Linked DNA regions of Mus musculus: all the other regions are linked to region 1. A link is a contact called in public HiChIP or PLAC-seq data. All regions are on one chromosome and are shown on one strand. The core of a region is the stretch at or near the end of the contact, and the rest is flanking DNA. Distances in the headings are between cores, read along the strand shown. Region 1 has its middle 13 kb from the start of Gm39767. Region 2 holds the start of Gad2 (glutamic acid decarboxylase 2). Region 3 holds the start of Pdss1 (prenyl (solanesyl) diphosphate synthase, subunit 1). Region 4 holds the start of Apbb1ip (amyloid beta (A4) precursor protein-binding, family B, member 1 interacting protein).

Evidence for each region. HiChIP or PLAC-seq counts read pairs in DNA pulled down with a chosen protein or histone mark.
Region 2: an H3K4me3 HiChIP or PLAC-seq map of embryonic stem cells shows a contact between it and region 1, with 19 read pairs. The contact joins the promoter of Gad2 here to the enhancer-like site in region 1. A contact is called at or near these places in 14 of 39 promoter capture datasets (the 3T3-L1 cell line, the C10 cell line, cranial neural crest and 8 more), 15 of 484 Hi-C or Micro-C datasets (LSK cells, brain, cerebellar granule neurons and 7 more), 16 of 115 datasets of contacts at active chromatin or transcription factors (SST interneurons, VIP interneurons, craniofacial prominence and 9 more) and 3 of 9 other capture datasets (adipose tissue, liver and pancreatic islet).
Region 3: a contact with region 1 is called in an H3K4me3 HiChIP or PLAC-seq map of embryonic stem cells, with 5 times the contacts expected there. The contact joins the promoter of Pdss1 here to the enhancer-like site in region 1. A contact is called at or near these places in 9 of 39 promoter capture datasets (the HPC-7 cell line, the SN4741 cell line, cranial neural crest and 5 more) and 9 of 115 datasets of contacts at active chromatin or transcription factors (embryonic forebrain, embryonic hindbrain, embryonic stem cells and 1 more).
Region 4: an H3K27ac HiChIP or PLAC-seq map of embryonic stem cells shows a contact between it and region 1, with 7 times the contacts expected there. The contact joins the promoter of Apbb1ip here to the enhancer-like site in region 1. A contact is called at or near these places in 7 of 39 promoter capture datasets (the HPC-7 cell line, cranial neural crest, frontonasal cranial neural crest and 3 more), 1 of 484 Hi-C or Micro-C datasets (the G1E-ER4 cell line) and 3 of 115 datasets of contacts at active chromatin or transcription factors (embryonic limb bud, embryonic stem cells and forebrain).

The regions. Positions count from the first base shown.
Region 1 is chr2:21,975,235-21,978,411 of GRCm38.p6, reverse strand. No RefSeq gene overlaps it. Among named protein-coding and RNA genes, the nearest start is that of Gm39767, 13 kb to the right of the region's middle. Within about 2 kb of position 1,896, at least 11 of the 459 cell types and tissues checked have an H3K27ac peak or open chromatin away from gene starts, as enhancers often do. A contact at or near this core is called in the G1E-ER4 cell line and embryonic stem cells, where this site is marked.
Region 2 is chr2:22,620,948-22,623,853 of GRCm38.p6, reverse strand. It overlaps Gad2 (glutamic acid decarboxylase 2), which reads right to left and starts at 1,527. Exons shown (of 16, transcript NM_008078.2): 1 at 1,116-1,527; 2 at 359-418; 3 at 16-165. The coding sequence starts at 1,191.
Region 3 is chr2:22,893,824-22,897,124 of GRCm38.p6, reverse strand. It overlaps Pdss1 (prenyl (solanesyl) diphosphate synthase, subunit 1), which reads right to left and starts at 1,603. Exons shown (of 11, transcript NM_019501.3): 1 at 1,363-1,603. The coding sequence starts at 1,494.
Region 4 is chr2:22,772,917-22,775,809 of GRCm38.p6, reverse strand. It overlaps Apbb1ip (amyloid beta (A4) precursor protein-binding, family B, member 1 interacting protein), which reads right to left and starts at 1,483. Exons shown (of 14, transcript NM_019456.2): 1 at 1,289-1,483.

The sequences.
Region 1 (3,177 bases), core at 647-3,146:
GTGGGCTTATTACCCTTCTTTGTTTCCTTCCTTCGTTCCTTCTTTCCTTCATTCCTTCGTTCCTTCCTTCCTCCCTTCCTTCCTCCCTTTCTTCCTCTCTCCCTCCCTCTCTTCTTTTCTTTCTTCCCCTTCCCCTTCCCCTTCCCCTTCCCCTTCCCTTCCCTTCCCTCCCCCTCCCTTGCTTTTTCTAAGCACTGGGGATGGAACCCAAAGCTTCTTTTATAAACTTGTCAAACTGTGCCATTGAGGTATATCCCCTTTAATTTCAATGTGTAGCTAGGACTGAGAAACATGAGAGGAAGTGAGGGATAACTCTCAGAAGATCTTCAACTTGGAGCCTACAGACTGGATGCTCAGGGCTCTTCAGTACCATAACCATCCTGGAAGGAATGATGATGTTTTAGAGACACTCGTGCTTCGGCTTTTGTCTTCAAACTTTTGAAACACTGGCCTGCAGGCAACTGGAATTTTCTCAGATGTCTCATGCTAGAAGAAGGGAAAAGGGCTGAAGGCTTATGCCATCCAGAAAACGAACTTGTCTCTAAGCAAGAAGTCTCTCACAGTCGTGACAGCTTGTCAGATCCCTTCCCAAGAATGACTAGAACTTAACAACAAGAGGCCATTGATAGATAGAACCACATCTTAACCAAGACTTCTTATTTATACTTCTTGCTCCATTTTAAAATCTTAACCTTATGTCAAAACCCTTCAAGAAGGGACTTGAGAAGTCACTGGATGCCTCTGTATCTCCACTAGGGAGCAAATGTAATCTGAGATCTCTACTATGTGACAGGGTGTGAGAACAGGGATGGATATACATGACTGAGGCTATGTGACAGTCTTTCTCTGGAGTGGGATTTGGAGTCTGGTGGCAGCAGAGCTTGGGAGTATTTGTCCTGCTTGCAGCCTTCTCTATTGTAGGACCTGGTTCCTTGATGGTTTTCTAACATGGGGTAATATTTATTCTGCTGGGGCTTTTTGTTGTTGTTGTTGTTGCTTTGTTTTGTTTTGTTTTGTTTTGTTTTGTCACAAACAGTATCTGGGGTTCTCAGTATGAGGTGAGGTGTGAGGGCCCAAATGTCCTACTTTTCTGTTGCTGTGATAAAACACCATGACTAAGGTAACTTAGAAAGGATCTAGTCTGAAGCTTATGGTTCTATAGGGTTAGAGGCCTTGACAATCATGGCACAGAGCATGTCAGCAGGCACCGTTCTGGAGCAACAGCCGAGCATGCACATCTTGAGACCATGAGGCACAGGGAGAGACACTAAGAATAGTGAGTCTTTTGAAACCTGAAAGTCCACCCCCAGTGACACATCTCTTCCAACAAGGTCACACCTCCTAAACCTTCCCAGACCCCCATCTGAAGGCCAAGAATTTAAACATATTAGCCTATGAATGCCATTCTCATTCAAACTAACACACCCAGCACACCTAGGAATAAGGGGATTGTCCAAGTAAGTACAACTATGCCCACAAAGGGCAGAAGAGTTAGTTTGCCTTGGAACTAAATATAAGTGACCATGTGATGGCTCTCTGCTGGCAGGCTGAGAGGAGAGAGCCCTGTCCAGCCAGGGCTGAAGCAGGATGGTGAATTGTTGCAGTTCAGATCTTCTACCCATCTGGAAAATAACCACCCCGAGCTGGGAGTCTCTTGAAGCAGGAACTTGTTTAAATATATATATATATTTATTATTTATATATATATATAAAGGGCTGATAGAGGAGGTGGGTTTTTGTTTTTGTTTTGTTTTGTTTTGTTTTTGCTGAGTTGAGATGAGATAGGGGGAGGGGAAAGGTGATGAAAGGAATTGGTGACTGACAGCCAACAAAGTTAAGTCAGCAGTAGCTAGGCAAAGGAGGTTGTGCTGAGTCACTTCAGTACAGAAGTGACTGAGACAGTTTTCAAAACTGGAGCCAGGCTTGGGTTTGCCCTTAAGGCACAAACCAGGACCATATAGGGCCCAACAACCATGTGCCAGAAGCTGATATAAGCTACTCTAATTTTCATGTGGTAACAGTTGGGTAAAATTTTATAGTAACAAAGAAAGTCATAAATCAAGGCACATTTTAAATACATTTTTGGAAACATTAGGTCTGTGGATTAGGAGTAGAGTAGGAAAATCTATGCTATGAGCTAAGGTGCTATCTGTCTATTTTCCATTCATAGCCATTTGGTTGGTGAAAGCTAGTCTTTTAAGGTAATACGTTCTAAAAGTTCCCACCATTTTCTTTTTAAATAACGAATTGAGGCCTACAAGATTGCTCAGTTGGTCAAACCATTTGCTTCTAACTTGGGGCCTACTTGGTGGAAAGAACCAACTAACAAAAGTTGTTCTCTGACCTGTACACACACACACACACACACAAACACAAACCATGACATATGTGCAGCCCCCTCACAATTAATTAATTAATTAATTAATTAATGCAGTAAATAGTCAATTGTCTTCTGTTCCAGAGACTATCATGTACTTCACAGAAGGCTCTGAATCTGCCCTGCACTGCTTTATTTTATTGTGTATCAAGTAATTGTGTTTGATTCAAGGAGATGTGCAGGCACTCTCTGAGAAGGCTTATAAAAATCAATACATCCACAGCCAGAAGTAAATAATGTGGCTTTAAAAAGGTCAACTTGACAGAGAGTGTAGACAACAGCCTGTGAAGTGATTCAAGGCCACAAGGCCAGTCAGTCCTTCCCTAGAGAGGCTGTGACTAGAAGCTGCACAATCAACCTTCTCCTTCTGCAAAGAAAAATGCTTATGTTTCCATGAACTTGCTTTGTTCTTGCAGAGCCAGTGGGAAGCAGCAATGTAATCAGGAGGGTTAGCAGCCTCAATTAGTTACATTCCTGTTGCTGTGACGAAATGCCATGACCAAAAGCAACTTACAGGAGAGTTTATTTTACCTTAGAGTCCTATAGGGAGAGTCCTAATGTCCAGGAAGGCATAGCAGGATGATAGGAACTGCAGGCTGGTGATCACTTCTTTATGTACACACAGGAAGTAGAGAGATAGATCTCGAAGGCTTTGAGGCTATAAACCCTCAAAGTTCACCCACAGTAATATGCTTCCTTCAGCAAGGCTGTATTATATAATGTCCCCACCTAACACCACGAGTAGTGATGGGACCAAATATTCAAATACAGTAGCCTATGGGAGATATTTCTTAATCAAA
Region 2 (2,906 bases), core at 278-2,777, 650 kb before region 1:
AGCCGGCCCATTTACCTGTTGCGTGCAGAAACGCGTAGTTGACATCCCCTTTGGGGCAGTTGCAGGGTTTTTGGTCGCAGGTGCAGGCGACCTTCCCGGTGGCGGCCCGCGAGGTCACGCTCCCGCCGCCCTCCGCTGGCTTCCCGGAGTCTCCATAGAGCAGAGCTGGACAAAGACACGGAACGCGGGACCTGAGTCAGCTGGCGGTAGTCTCCGCTCCTACATCCCCACCCACCCGGCAACCCAGGGATTCGTCCAACCTAGGCTGCAGGCTCAGAGGGGAGCCCACGACTTTGCTCCCGCCAGCCGCGGGCCCCCGACCTTGCCAGCCCTTCTCCCATTCAGTGCCACCACTCACCGCACAGCTTGTTTCCGATGCCGCCCGTGAACTTTTGGGCCACCTGGCACCACGCTCTCGCTGCAATCGCCAGGCAGGGAAAAGCGAATCGGAAAGAAAACAGACGGGCGAGTGAGAATTTTCGTTCCAAGTGAACCAGGTCTTTAAGTCCAGAGTCTGGGGGCCCGGCGCCAAACTCGAAGCAGCCACCAGCTAGCGACTCTGCTTTCAGCAGGTGGGGGAGTCCGAGGGAATCTGACGCCGGGGCCAGCCCTTTCCTTGCGGTGTCCCAGAAAGAAAGCAGCTCACAACGCCGCCCTTTGCACTTTGTTCGCCAGGTTCTCGGGTTTCCAGACTCTCCCTGCCCTCACCTGGGCTGCCTTTCCTAAACCCGAGGCTGTTTGTTTCTCACCGCGCTTGCCTTTCAGACCCCAAACTCTTTCCTGCTCCCATTTTGTCTTTCCCTGCCCAGGGTCTAGACGTCCCGAGGCAAAGCCTAGATCTTTGATTTCTGACTCCCGCAGACGCTGCAGTCTTTCAGGAGCCTATGTTTAGGGGAAGGGGCCTAGACAACCCTGGGCTTTTTCCCTGGGGGACAAAGGACTGGGTGGGGGGGGGGGTTGGTGTTCTCACACAGTTACGGACTTAACCCAGAGAGCCGGGCGAAGCGCCCGAATAAGTTTCCTGTTGCAGATGTCAAAGCTTTGATGATCAGCCTAGCCCTGCAAACCCTAAACCACCCACAAAGCTCTCCCGCTGCAGGTCCTGATTTTCCTACCTGTGCCCGGGTTCTCAGGATCCGCAGAGCCATCTTCAGATCCGAAGGACCAAAAGCCGGAGCCAGGAGACGCCATGGGTTCTGCTAGACTGGCGCTGGTCGCCTCCAAGTGGCTGTGGCAAGCTGCCTTTGCCTCGACCCTGCACGAGAGTGCGTGCGTGTGCGAGTACGTGTGGCGGGAGAAGGGCACCGCGCGAGGGCTGGAGCGGCAGCGCGACGAGGGTGGGTGTCACACAGGGACAGGAAACGTGCTGTCTGCGTATGCCAGTGCTCGTGCGTGTTTGTATGTTCCAGTCAGGGCGCAGGGACGCGCTGCTGTGCTCTGCGCCGCCGAGGTTAAATGGGGGGAGTAGCCGTGATCCTCGCAGTCTGGAGATTGGAAAGTGGAAAGGGCCCAAGAGATTTTTAGGGAGAGGGAGCTTGGTGGGGAGATGAGAGAGTGACGGAAGGGAAATGGAGGCGCTGGGTCGTGAGGTGCGAGTCAGATGCGGGGGAGGGAGGCGTGCCTGCGTAGTGCTGACCCAGCCACAGGCGCTCCAGGTCTGCTTCTGCCGGAACGCGCTGTCCAGGGTGCTACCACAGCCCTCAGCACGCTGGCCTAGGTGACCCCAGGGACAGGGAGACCTTGGCAAGATTGGAATGGTGGCCGAGGGCAATTTCACGTGTGCATCGATTGGCTCATTGTTTGAGGGCTGTCTCTGGCTGCTGCCGAGCAAAAGTGGTTCTCGCGCCCGCCTTCCTCCAAACCAGTGCTGAGGTCGCTGTGACCTCAAGAGCCCAGGCCACCTGGCCTCAATCAGGAAGAGCTCCAAAGCTTGGGGAAGGAACCAAGGAGGGAGGAAGGTGGACCGCTTCCACACCAACGAACTCATTTCATCTCCTTAGCAGAGCCTAATGTCTGCCTGCTGAGCTGAGCCAGCCTGGGGGGTGGGGGTGGGGGTCGTACGGTTTCTGTGCAGTCATGCCTGGGTCCCCAGACCCATCGTCCAGGTTTTGACTGACGGCTGAAGAGAAAGGCTGCTGATTGAAGCAATTAAAATCCACGCTGGAATCTATCACTGAGGACCTCAGGCTGAGAAAAATTAAATAAATAAAACGAACAGAAACTTCTTGGAGTGGGTGAGAGCTGACACATACACAGGATTCAGGGAGTCTCAAAGTAAGCGAATCAGTTTTTCCAAATCCCAGGAAAAGGCACTCCCATCTTTTCAGGGATACTCAACCCACTGACCTCGTCCCTTCCCAAGAGGAGTTCTTGCCATCAGCAGGTGCCTAGGAACACAACAGTGGCAATTTCCCAGCCCAGAAAGAAGTAGTTTCGTTTGTGTTTTCTAATAAAGGAATGAAAAAATCCTTTCTGTTTCCCTTTTCCCAAAGGCTCTTAAATGCAGGGACGGCGCCTTGAGGAAGATTTGGGGCCCTCTGGCTCCGCTTCCGTTTCCTCTTGCCTATACTAAACCCATAGTTCCAGGCTTACAGAGAGCTCAAGAAAGACTTGCAGGAAAGTGCTGCTTTAAACCGTTCCCGATCTCCTTTCCTTCTCTCCGAGCGAGGGACTGCAGCTTCCCTGCTCTCCATAGTCCTTTATTCCTTCTTTGAGTTTTTCAAATGAGTCACCAAAGCTGTTGCCGGAGGAGAAACCCTGGGACCTTTAGTCTTGGTGACCAGGATCACTTATTTTGTTAGGGATCCGGAGACCTCGAATAACTGCAGATGACCAAGTGCATTCTCTCCACAAAGCTTTATCTTCTTCCCAAGGTTTCCAGAATCCAGGGGGGCCAGGGAGGATCT
Region 3 (3,301 bases), core at 354-2,853, 920 kb before region 1:
TTTTAATAATTGTCCTTAAGTCTTGTAGTCCTTGAGAGACCTGAAGTAATGAAAGCACTCATGTCTGAAGTAGACACCTGAATTCTAAATATGTTTATAGTAGAAAGTTAACACATGAATGAGAAAAACATGATGTTGGACGGTCAAGTAGTCTCCCTTTTTGCTCAAGGAAACGGATATGGATGCCAATGACAAAGATTCTTTCCAGAAAAACTCTTTTCACAGGTGAGGTTTCTTTTCTTTTTCCTTTCCTTTTTCTCCTTCCTTCCTTCCTTCCTTCCTTCCTTCCTTCCTTCCTTCCTTCCTTTCTATAGAGATAAAACCCCAAACCCTCTAAAGTCTAGCTTGCAGTATCAAAATGGATCCCTACAAAGCCTATCTTCCTCTAAGATTCTTCCTACATGCTCTCTTTCTCTTATTTGTTATTCTTTCTATTTAGAGCAGCTTGCATTTTCTCTCCAAATTCTTTTTTGGATAATCCGTTTTATGCATCTTGTTTAGTACAAGCCACATATTTATAAATGTTACACATCTCCTCCTAGTATAGAGTTTGATAAGTACACTGACATATGAAATGTACCAAATAGTACTAAAATTTAAGAGGTGGGTGATTATTTTTAAAATGAAAGATGAATTACTTATACAATTACTCGGTGGCCGGAAAGGTCTCCAAAACCCAAAGTGAAAAAAACACTAACTTCAAAAGTCAGTCTGCAGATACTGCCAGGTAAAGCACGGCACGGACTGACCCAACTCACACAGAAGCGAGAGTCATTTACAGGGCTAAAAACCAAAAGAAAATGAATTTGTAATCAAACGCAGTAGGAGACAGTTTTAAGAATCCGCAATTACTAATTAGATAATGATTTTACTTCAAAGAAGTCATAGGTCTCTCATGACACCCTTCGGCTCTTCTCCTTCTAGTGTCCTTCCAGCGCCTTTCAGGCGTGCGTTCTCTTGTAAGCACCTGCAGCACTGAAGTCCACCCTGGCTAGCATCACTTTGCGTCGCTACAACACCCTTTCCGAATTTTGAGGCTAACTGGATCCGAAACCCGAAATTGCTAGGAAAGTGAAAGCAGAGGTCCCTTTGGCTCTGGTTGTCCTCTCGACACACCCGGGTAGCCCCGGCTTAACAGGGCTGCGCTCCGCCGCTCCCTCTACCTCAACCCCAATGTCTTCTGGATGCCCGATCAGCAGCTCCGCACTTCTGGCCCCGCGACTAGTCCCACTTCCCGGGTGTCCCACCCAGTGGGGACTGCAGGCCCCGGCGCACGTGCGCATCCTCCCATTCATTGGATCGCCGGCTGTCATTGGCATGGTGACCTCTACGCCGCGGACAGCGCGCGCGTCCCGGCCTCACCTGCGCGCGGGTGTCCGAGGCGGCACGTGTTCCGAGAGGCTCCACACAGCCAGGTCGTTCCCGCCGCGGGCTCCCGACCGCGGTCGGCCTCCAGGAGCAGCCACGCCGCCAGCACGACCAGCGCATAGCCATGGTTCAAGTCTGAAAGTCGCGGCGGGCCGTAGCTCCGCCTCTGCCCCAAGCCCAAACCCGGAGCCGGAAGCTGGGCACCGGAAGCGCGAAGCCGCACCCTGTTCCCCACCCGGTCGCCTGTCCTCTTCAACCCTCCTCGGAGCCACTGGCTCTAGTCGGGAGCCGCGTCCGCTTTTATCCAGAAATGTGCGTCCGAACTGTTGTCCTACGCGGGACAAAGCGTGCAGAAATCTGGTTCCGGTACCTGCTAACCCTGAGGCCATTGTTTTCGCAATGCCAAGCTCCGAGTGGACGTGCCAACTTCCTCTAATTAGTCTACGCTGTGGGTTATTGTGTAACAGAAGCTAAGTTGACCTTATCTCTTAGCTTTTGGACTCTATCCTGAAAGCCTTAGAGATGTATACATGCATAGTTTAGCGGTTTTGTTCATGTCTGGATATGGGAGACCAACCCTTGGATGTAATGAACTACGCAAAATTAATTTTTTTTCGTTATCTTATCTCGCCGTGTAGACCAGATTGGCTTTGTATAGACCAGATTGGGTTCAAATTGACCATCCTGCCTCAGCCTATTGCTGCTGAGATTACCGACCTGCGTCCCCATTTCCAACTCTATTTGCTAATGCATACAGTGCAGCTCAGGATGCTCAAGAAAATGTTTTTATTGTCGTTGTTTCATTTGTTCATTTTGCCTGTCGCATGTCGGATTTATTCCGAAGTTGAAACAGCATTTTTATAACACTTTCATCAAATGATTATACATGCTCGTAATAATCTTACGCCATAATCTTAGGTGGAGGCAATGAGAGGCAAGCGCTGGGGAGACTGAAGAAGTTTACTGCCTTCCCATGTTGATGTTTTTTTTCCCATTCATTCATTAATTCATTTTACATCTCGACCCCCCTCTCCTCCCAGTCTCCCTCCTAGGAAGAAATAAACCAGCTGTAATTTTCTGAATCATAATTTTTTTTCTTGTTTGCAACACACTTAAAGAGGGTTAACCCTAAAGTTGAGCTCATTATTTTCTTATTAGGTTTCTATGTTAAAAATGGAGGTTATACATGTATGAAACTTGTCAAAATAAAACGTTTGCTGTTTAGGGTTTTGACTGAGTGGTTGGGTGTTTTCCTAGCATGCACAACATCCTGGGTTCCATCCCAACACCACAAATTACTTAATGAATGAGTGAATGAAATAATCAAATAGGTAGGCTTTGCCTAGATAAGTGTAGCAATAAATACTTTCATGTTCTTTTGACAATGTTATGACCTGTGGTATATTGTTATTGGTAATCTTCCTTTGCAGGTAGGGCAACAGGAATAACCCACAGGGAGAAGGATAGCAATCCACAATTCTGCTGGGCATTTTTTAATGTAAAAATTATCCAGATTAAAACAAAAGCCCTGGCTCTTAAAAAGAAGTTGTAGTGGGTTGTGGTATAAGCAAAAGAGCACGTTCCTAGTATAGTCAAGTCCCAGGTTAGACCCTCATTACCAACACAGACACAAAATCATTGAGCTGTAGTATCCAAGATGCAAGATAACTAGGAAATATATGTGAAGTCATTTAAGGCTTCTAACACTGTTGTGTAGCTAAACTCTGACTCCTAATAATCTATCAAGAAGACACACATAATTCATAGATGTTTCTTTTGACCCAACTAGGCTAGCCAGGAGAGGGAGTCTGATCCTGGAGCAGGTGTTTGGGAGCAGCTGAATATGGGTGCTGTGAACTGAATTGGGGTCTACGACATATGAACCTAATATAAAATATGAAAATAATGTGTTCAGCTTTAGGCCCAACATTTT
Region 4 (2,893 bases), core at 234-2,733, 800 kb before region 1:
GTTAGTGTCTCCATTCTTATGTGGTATAATCTCATTTATCCCCGAGTTCCAGTGTGGTTAAAATAATGTAATTAAGTTCATCTCTGTGTGCTAGTATCCTAAAGATGTAGAGCAACAACTGGAATCTCTACCAAGTACCAGAAAGGTCACAAATATTTATAAGAATTTACAAGTTAAGTGCTAATAGTTTGAAGATGACATTACATTTGCTAGACTCTGAGTTCACTGATCAGACAGGAGACACCACCTGGAAGGACATTGGGTACAAGCGACTCTTTTTCTTATCTTCTGCTATCTTGCTAGCCAGCATTCCTCTTCAGGCCCACGTGCTCCCATTTTAGGGAGGCCCAGAAGGCAAAACCCTCGGTTTAGTATGAAAGCCAAAGTTTCTTTTCTGAAGTTTCAGTTTGGAGTCCCAGATTGGCGCACTTGCTTTTGTTCACACCATATCACTGCCGGTATGGAGGATAAACCCACAGCCTCTTGTCTGCTCAGTTTTCCCCTTTACTCGGCGTTCCCATCACAAAACTACTCTTTGAACAGAGATGCTGAGACGCTCTAGGAGAGCACATGTCACTCTGCACCTTGGTATGAAAGCTGAGAAATACATCGCCAAGGGGAATGAAGAGGTACACGTGATAAAGTCCGAGCGAGGGGCCTGTACTGGGGGTTCTAGCGGTGGTGGTGGCAGTGGTGGTGGTGGTGGTGGTGGTATACAAGAGCATTCTTGTCTTTCAATATATAAAGCATTTTCTGAATCTTCACTCCAAACTAAATTAGGAAACCCTTGTCTGGTATTCAAACTTATCCTTACCACATTTTTTACAAAGAAAAGGAGACTGAGAGGGAAAGACAGGCTTCAAAAAGCAGAACTGCAGTTAAAGTTTTAAATGAAGGGAAACACTTTGAGCTATGTGTCCTCTGACTCTCAAATGAGTCTCCTCAGACTACCACTTAATGTGAGGTGCCCTAAAATGCCTCAGGGGATGTTTTGTTTCAAGATTAGCTCAATTTAATGTGGGGTCCCTGAGACCTGGTAACATTTCTTAAGCAGAAAATCTGTTAAAACAAAACGCAGTGGGGAGAAGAGGGAGCCACAGGTCAAGAGCACAAGAGGTGCCCAGGGGACCTGAAGCTTCCTGGCTGCCAGGGGAAGGGGGGGGGGGCGTGTTCACGTGGCCGGTGCGTGGACCTGTGCCACAACTGTTGTCTCCCCCACCCCCATAGGACACGCAGTGTGGCAGCCTGAGTACCCCAAACCCGTGCGCAGGACTAGGGTGCCGCTTACCTTGACTGCTGGGAGGAGGGTGCGAGGGGGGCTTGCAGAGATGCGAGGAGGCTGTGCAGAGATGCGCGGGGCTGAGCCAGAGATGGGCCGGGTTGAGCCTAAGTGCACCGGAATGAGCAGAGATGAGTGGTTGGCGCCTCTGGGCTGGACCGGCCTCGAGGCGAGGACGTGGGCTCAGGGAGGAGGAAGTGCTTTGAGCCCTGCCCACCCGGCGGCGCAGACTCTCGGCTTTGCACGGAGGTGCTAGCTAGCAAAGCCCTGGAGGAGAATAGACAGACACCAAGCCCCGCCTAAAGGGCTCCGCAAGTTTAGCAAGTTCGGGTTGTTTTTTCCAAACCCTGTCCACCCCTGGAAGAAAACACTTCCTGCCCTAAGGTCAGAGAAAGCCTTCTCTCATCTGTGTGGGTCTTGTGTTCTTTGTAAGAGTCTGAGACTAACGCCCAGATGCTAGTCTGAAGGGTTAGTGCTCAAGGGGTGCTCAGGACTAAAAGTCTCAGATTAGCTGAGAAACTCCCTACAAGAGAGTTCACCAGTCAGTAACACCTGCAGGCAGTTAGTTCCCAAGGAGATCTAAATATCAACCTACGTTGGTTACAATTTTGAGACTTGAGCGGAACAGATGTAAGTTCCCTTTTCTGCCCCACAAAACCGTCAAGCTCCCTGAGCATCTGCGCAGCCTCCACTTCCCCCAAGACTGCCTCCTTTCACTGTTTTAATAAAAGGACCCTCTGCTTCTGTTGAGGCCTGTCTTCCGTTTATTTTCACATCGTGTGGATCAATCCCAATCTATTAAGTTCCACAAAGGGTAAAGGGGCCAGCTTATTTTGCAACAGCCTTCTATGTCTTTACCTCAACCCTCGCTGCACTTCCTCAATCTGCCATTGTCTAAGACTTCCTGGACCAGCCCAGAAGGGGACGTTCCAGTTAGGGTGGACAGAGAAGTGGTGCAGTGTGATGGCCTTTGTGCCAGAGTAGATCTTTCCCTGGGTGGAGGTAAAGGAAGGGCTCAGCAGGTGTCTGTTCTCAGTGGAGACTACTCTGATGATGGGCTGTGGTCCCTCCAACATCTTTATTTTTTAAAGTCAGAGTGTAATTGTCACACTGGCTGTCCTCGAACTTACAATGTATATCAGGCTGGCTTCGAACATATAGAGATCCTCCTGCCTCTCATGTGCCACCAAGATCACTTTCTGGTTTTGTTCTTATGATTTTGTTTGTTCATAGCTTGTATATCACAAGATTGACTGGGACTCACTCTGAGAGAAAGTGTTTAGGGAGATCTGAAAATACAGCCACTAAAATCAATTATGATTTTAAATGATGATTGAGTTAATTTCTCTTCCTCTACACAGCTGTGTCTTTAAGGGTTCACTGTAAGGCAAAATGGTGGAGACATGAAGATATAAATTAGACATATAATTAATTTCAGATAGTTCCAGTACTCAATGGGAGACTATATATAGTTTGTCTAAGAAGAACATAAACAGCAGTAACAGAAAGGATTGCTGCTTTGCTGGATGGCACACCCTACTCCACAGAAAACAGCTAATACACTGCATAGTCAACATGCTGAGAAAGAATAAAAGGTGACGGTATAAAGTAATG